Regions from separate parts of the Mus musculus genome. Here region 2 is linked to region 1. The links are chromatin contacts, called in public promoter capture Hi-C maps. All regions are on one chromosome and are shown on one strand. Each heading gives the region's core, a stretch centred on a gene start, on an enhancer-like site or on the middle of the called end of the contact. The rest is flanking DNA. Distances are from core to core; before and after follow the strand shown. Region 1 holds the start of Shisa2 (shisa family member 2). Region 2 overlaps Spata13 (spermatogenesis associated 13).

Evidence for each region. Promoter capture Hi-C pulls out the DNA fragments that hold promoters and counts their contacts.
Region 2: a contact with region 1 is called in a promoter capture Hi-C map of hippocampal neurons, with 4 times the contacts expected there. The contact joins the enhancer-like site here to the promoter of Shisa2 in region 1. A contact is called at or near these places in 9 of 39 promoter capture datasets (the 3T3-L1 cell line, 3T3-L1-derived adipocytes, the HPC-7 cell line and 4 more), 1 of 15 datasets of contacts at CTCF or cohesin (large pre-B cells), 18 of 484 Hi-C or Micro-C datasets (3T3-L1-derived adipocytes, the BV-2 cell line, the Ba/F3 cell line and 13 more), 2 of 115 datasets of contacts at active chromatin or transcription factors (embryonic forebrain and forebrain) and 1 of 9 other capture datasets (embryonic stem cells).

What each region holds. Positions count from the first base shown.
Region 1 is chr14:59,623,239-59,629,448 of GRCm38.p6, reverse strand. It overlaps Shisa2 (shisa family member 2), which reads right to left and starts at 4,168. Exons shown (of 2, transcript NM_145463.5): 1 at 3,049-4,168. The coding sequence starts at 3,382.
Region 2 is chr14:60,698,081-60,704,080 of GRCm38.p6, reverse strand. All of the region lies in intron 2 of Spata13 (spermatogenesis associated 13), which reads right to left. Among named protein-coding and RNA genes, the nearest start is that of Gm41165, 17 kb to the right of the region's middle. Within about 2 kb of position 4,385, at least 9 of the 459 cell types and tissues checked have an H3K27ac peak or open chromatin away from gene starts, as enhancers often do. A contact at or near this core is called in hippocampal neurons, where this site is marked.

The sequences.
Region 1 (6,210 bases), core at 2,919-5,418:
TAGAGTCCCCTAATACAATACCAGAGGCTCATGTCCAAGCTGTCACAGTACAGGCTAGATCTAGGTGATCCTACAATAACTGAATGGCCTAAAGAAATGTAAGTCTTCCCTAGCAGGGCACCGGCTCTAAATATGAATGACTTTACACATTCCTTGGCTTCTTCTTGCCAGGATTTTAAACAAGTTTCTTTTCTTACAGGCAGAAAAAAAAAAAAAACCATAAAAAACAAATAACTTAGGTAAGACTCTGAACCTTTGTCATTTCCAAATAAGAAATAAGACGTGGAAGGGGAAAAACAATCAAAAGACAAACAATGGGCCAGGGTGACAGCTCAGCAGAAAAAGGCTCCTGCCACCAAGCATAATAATGAACGGAGTTCAATCTTCAGAACCCAGACGGAGGACAGAGAACATCTCCAAGTTGTCTTCTGACCTCCACAGACACGCCACAGCACACGCTGTGCACACACACACAAAATGGATAAAAGTTAAAAAAAATATATAGTAGTAAAAAAAGTGCACAGATCTAAAACAAACAAACAAACAAACATACAAAAAACAAAACAAAACAAAAAACCATGCTTAATAAAAGTGCATAACACAAAAGTTGTTACCAGAGGCTGAGGGTGAGTGGGGGAAAAGGAAGGCTGGCAAGAGCCGGTGGGTATTAAGTTATTCTGAAAAATAAAACCATAAAATAACAATAAAGGGTTGTGAGTAAAACTAGCAGAGTAATGAACTTCACTTTAAAGTTATTTTCTTTAAAACAAAAAAACAAAACAAAACAAAAAAAAAACCTTTCAGGAACTTTGCATGGTGTGACTCTCAGCTTTAACCTTTGGAAAGCCAGAAACAAGAAAATTGTCTTGGAGTTCAAGGCCAGTCTAGACTACATAGTGAGCTACTGGGCCAGCCTAGGCTATAAAGTGAGACTTTATATATTATATATAATTATATATTATCTTTTAAAAATAAATAACAGAATTGTTTAAATCATGGGAGCCATAGGCAAGGCAGGAACGCGGGGCAGCATGCTCAGGACCTAAGCAGACAGGAGGAGCCTGCAGGAAGCCTCTGGACCACTTCTGTGGAAGTCTCCCTACAGTCAAGAAACTGCTGCATTTTCTGGTGAGTTCCCAACTAGGTTTCTTTTTCAGCAGGTGTGGGAGTGGGTGTGAGGTGTGGGGAACTGACCTGGACAGAGTCCTCCCAGATGCTAAGGAACCATGTCACCACTGAGCCAAGCCCAGCCCTCCCTAAGGACTCCATCTGAACAGGGGTTCATGGGTCTCACCAGTCTTGGTGAGGCACAGTTGCCAGCATTTCCGATGGGGCAACACGGAGCCCAGACCTCAAAGGTCAGATCTGCGAATGGCTTTTGCAGACTCTATCCTGGGAGTAGGCGTCCCCATTCACATAGCACACAGAATCACAGAGAAATAAACTGCTGAGCAGAGCCACTTCTGTACTCAGGGTCCGTTCCGCAGACCAGAAGGCTTGCTGCCATCTGCAGCCCAGCTGGCTCCCACAGCTGTACCATTCTCATTACACCAGCACTGGAGGCCCCGTCCAAGCAGTGAGAGCCAAGCCCTTTCCTACACACAGTAAAAATATCTCATTCCCTAAATTAAGATACCAGCTCCCTCATGTTATAAATGGCAAACAAACAAACAAACAAACAAACAAAAACCCACAGAGAAGTTTTACCTCCAATATGATAGCAAAATCCAGCTGAAATCAGTCTCAGCCCACATAATGAGTTTGGGGGAGAAATAACTGTTCTCTTTCCAGGATTCTTAATTGGAAGTGTAAATAACTACACAGGGGTAAAGAATGCAGTGCTACCACAAGCCCCCGCAGGCTTAATTGGGCAATTCGTCCTTCATTGCAGAAGGGCTGTGAGAGAACCGGGAGACTTAAAGATTTAGGAGTGGAGTGAAGGGCAGCCATGGCCAGCATCCACAGTGTGAGAAGGCCGCTGCCTCCAGCCTTAGCCAACTCCATCCCGACTTTTAGAAGTTATTAACAAGCCCAATTGAACAGACACCTTATTGTAGCCATTTGGCTCTTTTCTCTAGGCTTTGTTCCCAGACCACACACTCCGCAAACTGAGCTGCAGTTCAGATGGTGCCTTCTCCAGAACGACCCTCAGTTCTCCTCCTTTCAGACTGAAGTCAGTGCAACAGCAGCAGGAAGAGCAAACTAAGAAAACGCTTAACTGCACTGCAAAGAGCTGCTGGGCTGGAGACTGCTCTATAAAGCAGAAACCACCTGTGCCAAAGCGCAGGCAGCTCCAAACCTATGTATGTGCCTGTAGCACTCATTCACACACACACACACACACACACACACACACACACACACACACACACACACGCACAGAGAGAGACTCAATTTGGCAGCCTCTCCTTAAGGAAATGCCATCTACTAAATTATTTGACAGGCTTACTTTCAAAATCTGGCTTTGTCTATTAAGAAATAGTCAAAAGTCTCAATGAGCAAAGTTGGGCTCCGTTCCAGTGGCACGTCTATCAAGTCAGCCTAAGGAGGCCAATCCAGATTCCCAGAGGCCTAGGTGGTCACAGGGAGCTGTGCACTGGCTCCTGCGGGAGAGAAGGGATCCCTGAGATGTGAAAAGGTGCGTCACCCACGGGAAGTCGTCTGCTGTCCCCCAGAACTGCCCTCCGTCTGAGGACCCTTGGAGGAGAACCCTGGACAAGCCTTCTCCAGAGGGGTGCACCCTTGTCATTTTCTTGACTATTCCCAAGATTAAGCCCAGTGGAAATGGGACGAAGGGAAAGGAAGGCACGGACCATGAACAGAAGCAACGTGTTTTTTCTCGAGGTTTTTTGCCCCACTTCATACAAAGTTAATGAGTAGGGGAAACAAAACAAAACAAAAACAAAAACAACCCCCAAACAAAAACAAAAAACTCAGGTTTCTGCTCCCCGGCCCTTTCCTAAAATCTCCAGGCTTCCTGGTCCTTCTTGCCCAGGCAAAGCAACCGCCCTCCCGCTCCCTCTTTGCACCTGGCTGCTGCTCGCCTACCTGCCGAGCTGTCTGGGCCTTCTCGGTCTGTCCGGCCAGGCTCCCCTACGCCCTGCTGGCGGTCGTTGTCGCAGCCGCCCTGGTCTAGGCGCGCCTCGGCGCTGGAGCAGCAGTAGCGCAGCGCGCAGCTGCCGCAGCAGATGGTGGCGTCGCCGCCGTCGAAGCGCTCGGGGCACTGGAAGCCGATGCGCCAGACGCCCTGCGCGTCCAGCCAGCCGTGGCAGTACTCGCCGCTGGCCCGCGCCCCCGCCGCCAGCAGCGCGGCCAGCAGCAGCTGCAGCAGCGACGCGCGGTGCCTGGAAGAGGTGGAAGGTGAGCAGCGTCCGCCCCACATGGCACTGCCCTGGGCACCGGTGATGTCTCTAGAGGTCACAGATCTCCCCCAAGAAGTTATGGTTCGGCGATCCCTGGGGCTTTCCGTGAGGAACACTCCCCTCTGAGGCGAAGCCCAGGCTGCAGAGCCAGGGTCTAAGTCATCCCTCCTTGCGAGTGACCACGTCCCTGCTAGGTTCGGCCTTCACAGGGGCATCACAGAAGAAACGTTTCTGAAAGCTTGGCTTGTGATCCGACCTTCTTTGGGCATCCTCGAGGGGACGCCTCGCTGCCGACCAGGAGCCAGGCCGCGGCTGGAGCGTTTCAGCATCAGAGTCCGGAGCTGGTGGCTGCTTTCCCCCTCTATTCACTTCCCCTGCGAGAAGCAGCGAAGGAGGCGGGCAGTGCGCGCAGTGCTCCCGGCGGCAAGTGCAGCAGCGGCCGGCTGCGCTCTGCCTCCGCCACTCTGTGCTCGGTCCTCATGGCTCCGGCCACCGCTCGGGACGCTGCGAGTGCCCGCACCTCCCCTGCAGTCCCGGAGCCCGCCCGGCTGGCGGCGGCCGCGCGGCTGCTGTTGGGCGCCGGGCCAGCGGGCTGCCCTCCCCGGCTCCTACTGCAGCCCGCGTCTGGTCTCCTTTCTCCCTGTCGCTGGTGCGCCCCCGGCAGTGCGCTCCGGTGGGAGCCGCCCACGGAAGTTTCAGTCCCTCGGGCTATGGGAGCAGAGGAGCGCGCGGACACCCCACGCTCGCCTGGCAAGGCTGCGAGCCAGCTCCGACTGCCCGGCTGCGCACCGCGCTCCTCACTTAAAGAGGGGCTGGAGGCTCCCCTGCGCGCATGCGTGCCGAGAGGGCTTTCCCTCCGCCAGGGGACACTCGTAGCCCTTCACTTTCCTTCACCAAAGGTGTGGCAGTGGCCAGGCAGCGGTGCGGGTGAACAGAACAGACAAGTGGGAAAACACGTTTTAAGTCAGCCACGCCTTGGAAGCCAGTTAAAACAAGGATAGCAGAAGTAAGTTTAGTGCGGATCTTCGACGTCCAACATTCCGAGTTACTCTGACAACTCTCCAAAGAATAATTCTTACTTTCCATGTTACAGAGGACTCAGTCATCACTCAGATAGACTTGTCTTGCTCAGCTTTCAACCTCCAGGCCCAGGACGAACACAAACCCTATCTGAGCTGTGGTGCCTGGCCTCCCGGTGCCATGGCACTGCACAGTAAAGAGGTCAGCAAGAAAGTCAATAGGGTCACTGACTAAATTAACTATATTATTTTATTAGTTTTCTTTTCCCCTCCCTAATTTGGTGTGGTGATTGTTGGCGTCCGGCAGAAAGGTGCCTCCGTGTGACACTTGACCTCCTTGGCTTAGACAGCTGCAGCCAGGAAGAAGGCAAGGGTTCAGACGCCAGACATTCTGAGAAGAAACGAATAGCTTCACTCTTGAAGCAGCTGAGCAGGTGCTGATGCTATTAAAGTAACGATGAGTATTTTTAAAGGACCTACTGCGTCTTTCTCAGCTGGAGTCATTCCATGTGAATGCTAAACCCAGCCCCTGAAGGAGGAACCATCACGTGTTTCCGGGCTGTTTCTTTGTGTATCTAATGGAGAACTGGCTGTAACAAGAATACAAGGCAATTTTGTCCATAGCAAAGACATTTTTGAGTTAAACCACTGTAGGGCTCTTAGTGCAACCCTTACCTAAAACATTGAGAATTAAGCCTTCCACTCATCCCAGAAAATATTCACAGAGAAAACTCTTCCTTCTGTGCCTGTGCCCAACAAAACACCTTATTCTTGTCATTTAAGGGACCCTTGCACGGAACCCCAGAGCGTGGCCTGGGAAGGAAATGCTTTACCACAGAGCTCCACTCCAGTCTTGAAAAGACATATTTTAAATGCGCCAAACATCAACCCCTATAAGCTAAGAAATGAACAAAACTCCAACATTGAAGAAGCATTCATTTCATAAGCACATTCCGAATCGAGTTCTGGGGATTCACCTTGGCTCCTCGAACCGTTTCCCTCAAGCAGGGTGGTCTCCAACCCACAAACTAACTAGGCCCAACCCTGATTAGCATCAGAGATCAGATGGGTGTGGTCACAAACTCAAGCAGACTAATGTTTCTGAATTAACAGAGCAGTTGGACTGGAACGGAATCAAGCAAGTAAAAATGATACAACGATCTATAAGCAGCGTTGTGCAGAGCCAATGCGTGTGTGAGCGGTGGGTATGTAGGTGTTTGTATGTGCATGTATGTCTACATATATGAGCATGCGTGTGGCGGCCAGAGGTTGACTGATGTCAGGCCTCTTTCTCAATTATTTTCCTTATTGAGACATGGTATCTCACTGAACCTGGAGTTTACCAAGTTAACTAGACTGGCAGGCTTATAAGTTTGCCTGTGTGTGCCCCCATCCCACCCCATGATAGGATACAGGCCAAAGCCACCACACTTAGCTTTTCTATAGGTGCTGGGGATTCGAACTCAGGTCCTCATGCTTGAATAACCCAGCCTTTACTGACTGATCCAGCTCTCTGACCCTTTACAGGGCCAGTTAAAACACACAGGGTGACATTAGGCTGAGAGGAAAGGAGAGAAAAATATCAAACACTAGTGTTTAGATTTAAGCCCTAAGAGGCCAAGGATTGATGGGTGGAATCATGTAATGGATGGTGACTATGGTTAGCTACCATTTTCTGAACACTTACTATATTCTTATTATATTCTAGGCAGCCATGTTCCTGTGGTGGCTGATATCCTGTACTGAGCATCTCTCAGCATATTTAATCTTCACAGCCACCCATAAGGAAGACATTACTTTGCTCATTTTATTGGTAGGGACAAATTTCC
Region 2 (6,000 bases), core at 3,136-5,635, 1.1 Mb before region 1:
ATCCTCACCACCCACCAGAGGAATTCTTCTGTGAACTGCACACACTCAGGAGGCAATATATATGTTTCTATCCTACCTAACATCACCATGGGATAAAGAGAAAGATCATAAAGTTATTATAATTTATGAAAATCGGATTATTATGGGGGACTGAAACAAATTACTAACTTGAATGACATAGGCAACTCAAATACACAGTAAGCATAAATCTATTTATATAAAGTCACTTAAAAGTGACAGAGACAACTTGCTAGAAAAAACAGAAGTGTGCAGAACAAAACCAGAGGCATAGGGTGGTCTAACTACTCACAAACATTAAAAAAAAGAAAAACAACAACAAAACAACCCACCCACAGTTTTTTTTTTATTAGCTAGAAGCTGCTTTGTGCTTATGCAACATGCTGCTTGTATTTTCTTACTGATGCCAAAAATAAGAAATATACCAGGAAGTGACAGGGGCTGGGCAAGGTAGGCACAGGCAAAGCAGCCCTGCATGTGTTCCTGCTGGGCCTCTGTGCCAGCCACTTACTGTCTGAATACAGGCAGCAAGAGTGAAATCCACCCTAACCGGACTTCAGTGTTTGCAGTTCCCCTGAAGATGCCAGAGGCGGTACCCTAAAGGGCACCAAAATGGCTTAGGGATCTCAAAATCTAATCATAAAACATCAAGTGAAGTTGATCATTTTAGGGGTTGGAGCTCACATTCAAATGCTGCTCCTCAGTCAAAAAGACAGGTCCCTTCCAAAGCCAATGGGGACCTGGCTATGGACGGACCCAGGCAAGCCAGGCAAGGACTCTCTCTGCTCATAGGTGCACCATTCTAAACTACATCTTTTTTAAAATTATTTTCAGCAAAGTTTTTGTACTTCTAAAATACTGTCCAGGTTCACTGCAAAGACTATAGATTAAGAGGCCCGTTCTTAGAACTTTAAACATATACTCCAGCCAGAGAACCTACCTGAGATTTAGCCATGGGCAGGGGCGGCCCACAAACACACTGGAAGAACAGGCAGTTGACCACATCCATGAGTTCCAGAGTTGTTCAGGTCTCTTAAAAGCTGTGGTCAGGGCCCTACGCAGCAGCAGCGATGCAGAGCTCTGCCTGGTCCAGTCCAGCAGGCTCAACTCACGTGTCTCCAGGTCCCTGAAGCTTGAACCACTAAGTCACACCCAAGTCATAAACCTTTGTAAACAGACCTTGCACTCTGGGGACTGCCCTTTTAACTCTTGCTTTTCTGAACTCTTGTAAAGTGGCTTTCCTGGTCAGTGAGCCGTATTTTCTTCCTATACAGGATCTCTTTTTTTTCAAAAGCTCCAAAAATGAAAGACTTATACAAACTAATAGAAACTGCTTCCTTGAAAGGTTTCTGTGAAAGGCATTTCTACGAATTATTAACTGGAGATTAAAAATAAATGCTTACAAGAACCTGGTATGATAGCATCTCTTCAGAAGCAGTAAGTGCACACAGGGCTAGCTGGCAACTGCCCCCAGACAGATGGACTCCTAACCACTGTGAGCGTCTGCCAGTGTGCTTTGCAGAGTGGTCACCTTCTAATGTGCTCACCCTGGATTACGGGGTTCTAAACCAGTGGCTGACTTTATATGCTAAGGAAAATGTGGATACAAACACAAAGAAAGCAAGCTACTCGTGGATGGAATAGAGACTGGTGTTGATTTATCTACCTGGACGCAGGGTTTTATGTAGGCCAAGTTAGCTTCAGTCTTGACCTTAGCTGAGGGTGATCTTGAACTTTGATATTTCCGCTTCCACTTCCCAATCTGGGGGACTACACAGGCAGTGTAATCAGTGTTCTAACAACTGAGTTCTATTCCCAGACAAGGAGTGACACACGAACAAGGCTTGAGAGATGTCACTTCTACCAGAAGCTGGAGAAAGGACAGCCTTGCAGAGCCTGGATTCTGACACACTGACTTTGAACTTGAGGCTTCCAGACTCATGGGATGGTAACTGCTGTCACGATCAACAAGGTGTTTGAAGCCAGCCGGAGCAACATGCGTTGGTGTGCATTTGTGGGAGTTTTACATATATGTCCTAGGATATTAAATAAGAACTCTAAACATCCCAGAGGAATGACAGTTTTTCAGAGTTCAAAGCAAGGGCAGACACATAAGTAGGACTTATGACCCACCAGGTAGAGACAGGAAAGTGGAGAGGACAAGGCCGACCTGGGCTACTCAGAATGACTCTCTCTCTCTCTCAAAAACAAACAAACAAAAAACTTAATAAACTGCCTGATATTGTCTGATAACCACAGCCGACATAGGCAGATGGACATCTGTCACCCTGCCAGCCAGAAAAGAATCCCCACTCTGATGTTATCACAGGAAAAGCTTAGAAAGAAAAAAATGGCCACAAAAATATACATGCTAGAACATTTCTTAGCCAGCAGCTAGAATTTCCCTTAGAAAAGAATACAGAAATTGACTTTTCTCATTTTAGGATTTCAGTAAAGGCTTATTATGACTTTCTAGCCCCATATTAAACAAGCTGTTAATACTACGACGATGTATCTTTTGATACATACATACATACATACATATATATATACACATACATATATATGTATATATATATATATATATATACACACACACATACACACACACACACACACACACACACACACACACGATGGTTCACATTAACGTGATTATCTTATATATTCAGTGCTGAGGATCTTGCATGTGTTAGACAAAGCACTCAAATATCAGTCTCTCATAAATGTAGGATGTTTAACAGTAAGGGGATAATATTTGAAATGTAAATAAATAAAATACCCAATAAAAGAAAAAAAGAATGGTTAACAGTTTATTAATAATAGGTACCAGAAAGTTTATTAGTGCTACTCTTAACATTAATAGGATACACTGGGGAAGAATCATGGCTTTTGATTGGCCTTTAATTCTATCCCCCAGATTGGCAAGAAAATATAGTAACTCCATTCAATGATAAAAATACCTTTTAATGCCGTCCATTTGCCTGCAAAGTAAAGAAGTATCTTAATTAAAAAAAAATCCAAGGATGAATAATTAACTGCTTCTTAGGCTGGGTCTAGTGCTCTGGGCCTGGAGTAGTCAAAAGTGTCCCTGTTAGTCCAGAGGCGAATCAAGAGCTTGCGGCCAGCCTCAGCAGCATAGCGAACATTCTCCCCTTCTCCCTCCAAGAAGGAGTGTGTGGTGTCAGGAGGATCAGGACTTCAAGGACCCTGCCCCACAAAATGAAACAGATAATGAGAGACTATGGACACAGCTTGTCATCTCGCTATGATTATTACACTGCTTCCACGCACCAAATTAAAACATTTACTCAGTAAGCAAGTGTCCAGAAAAGGCTAAGAGGTGGGAATGAGGCTCTGCTCCGGAAAGCAGCTGTGATTTTGGTTCTTCTCCCCTACTGTTTGTTTGTTTGTTTGTTTGTTTGTTTGTTTTAAGAACTAAGGTCTTCCCTGTGCTTTGCACTTGGCCTAGGACACATGGACTCAAATGATCCTCCTGCCTTGTCTTCCCAAGTTCGGAAACTACAGGTGCTCACCACAGGCCTTGCCCCTGGACTTTTCAAGAGGCAAATCCTCTCTGATGACATTTCAGCAGCCGCAAATTGGCCTAGATATAAGCCAGAGGAGCCCTGACAAACACGTGCACTTTTCTTCAGATTTCAGCTTTTAGAGAGAATCTTAAAAGGCTTTTTATTTTTTTTCTCCCCTGAGACAAGGTCTCATGTGTAGCTCAGGCTGGCCTGGCACTATATAGCCCAGGCTGGCTTCCCACGAACCTCTTGCCCGTGTCATCACGCCCAGAAGTGTTGCTAAGTTCATGGAGGTCCATCCTGTCAGACCCTAGGAGTCCATGAGAACGCTAGGAAAACTATCACCATAAAAAAATAGCCTTTGTGTGGAATAACGGGGAACGAGCTGCTCAGAGCGGATGGAAACAACTTTTGAAAAGACTGAGTTGGAAAATGACTCCACTATACAAATAAGGGGCCACTTCACAAGGACTCAAGGTCTGAATGTCTAATCATGTTTCTGCAAACAACCCTTTTCTTGTTTTCTTCCCTTTTCCTTCTTTGGGGGTGGGGTGGGTTTGGGATAGAAACCAAACAGCAGAGTCTTCATGTACACACCAGGCTGTCCTCAAATGTATGGCCGTCTTCATGCCTCAGCCTGGGGCGCTGGGGTTGCAGGCATGCACGGCCAGGTTCAGTTCCCCACAGGCTGTTCTCTGAGCACCACAAGCACGCTGTGGTACACATCCAACACCCTTTTAAAAAAAGAAACCGCATCCAAGGTAGATGTGATAGTGTATAGCAGTCATCCTGGCTCTCAGCAAGCTGGGGCAGGAGGACTGAGTTTGTGGCCGGCCTGAGTTACGCAGAGGGGCTTTCTCCTAAGCCAGAACACAACAACCTGAGGGAGCTTGCCTGTGGGTGGAGCGCAGTGAAAGGGCTCGCTTAGCATTCTCAGAGGCCTGGGCTCAATGTTCAGAACGGGGAGGAGAGAAGCATGAGATTTTAATACTTTGGAAGGCACGATGAGCAATGAGACAGGGCAGAGCAGGAACAACTCTCTGCAATCATCTACGATGCCTAACAGTCTATGTCCTTTTGATTGGGCTGGGGGTGCCCAGTAGTCAATAAAGCATTGTTTCTGGGTGTTTCTGTGAGGATGTTTCCAGTCAGCATGGGTAAAAAGATCCACTCTCACCGTGACTCGACATAGGCCAACTCCATCTATTCCACAGAGAGCTCAGGGATGCCGGACTCCTCACTGAGTAGGGCTATTAATCTCATATCTGATGCGGCCTTGGCTCATCAACCCAGGACTGACAGCAGCTTTCGCATCTCTGTTCTGTTCTCAGGCCTTCAAACTTACACTGAGATGCCATCAGTAGCCTGCTGGGTCGCCATCCTGCCACGGCAGATGGCGAGACTCCGCCCACCTCCATCCCTGAAGCAGCCATTCCAGAGTACATCTCTTCCAAGTCCCTGCTGGTTCTGCACCTTTCTAAAAGTCCAATACTTTTGCTTGTTTTAATTGCAAATTTGAATACATTACCGACATCCTCTTACTTCTGCCTCACTAGCGTGTGACCACAAATGCATCAACAAGATTTGATCTATCTACTATTTAGATAAAAAGGAATAAAGAATTAAAACATGAAAGCTGCTATGACACATGTCAACACTGAGGACAATCTGCCATCGAAAAACGTTGGTTTCAGAAGATAACATATCACATGATTGCTCCCTTAGCCCACAGATTTACAAGAATCGCCAAACGTTCACTAAAAAGCACAGCCTGGCATGGTGGCACATGCCTTTAATCCCTGCACTAGGAAGGCAAAACCTGGTGGCTATCTGTAAGTTCAAGGCTAACCTGATATACATATCAAGTTCTAGCTCAGGCTACCTGGTGAAGCCTTGGATGAAAAACAAAACAAAAAAAGAAAAGAAAACCTAACAGCAAACCTACAGTAGCTGTTTTGATCAGTGGCTAAGGCAATGAACTACAGCCGCACAGAGATCCAAAGGCAACCAGCAGGTGCCCCTTCTGGGCTGCAAGCATACACTGACTCTAAGGAGGCCTGGGGGAAGGTGTGGGGAAGCCCTTAATCTTGAACTAATTTTCTGAAATGACTACATCCCTCCCTTTCTTGAAACATGGATTTTATTTATTTGTTTGTTTGTTTATTGTTCATACATGTGTTATGTACATGAGTGCTATGGCCAGAGTAGAGGTCAGAGGAATAGTGGAAATTGGTTCTCTCTTTCTACCATGAGGGTTCTGGGGGTTAGAACCCAGGATGTCAGGCTTCATGACATATGCCTACACCTATTGAGCATTCTCACCAGCCAGCCAGCCTACCTGCCTGCCTTCCTTCCTTTTTATGGAGTCTTATATAGTCCAGGCAGGTCTTGAACGCACTACGCAGCAACAGATCACCTCCCATGTGATGGAATTACAGGCATGTACCTCCAG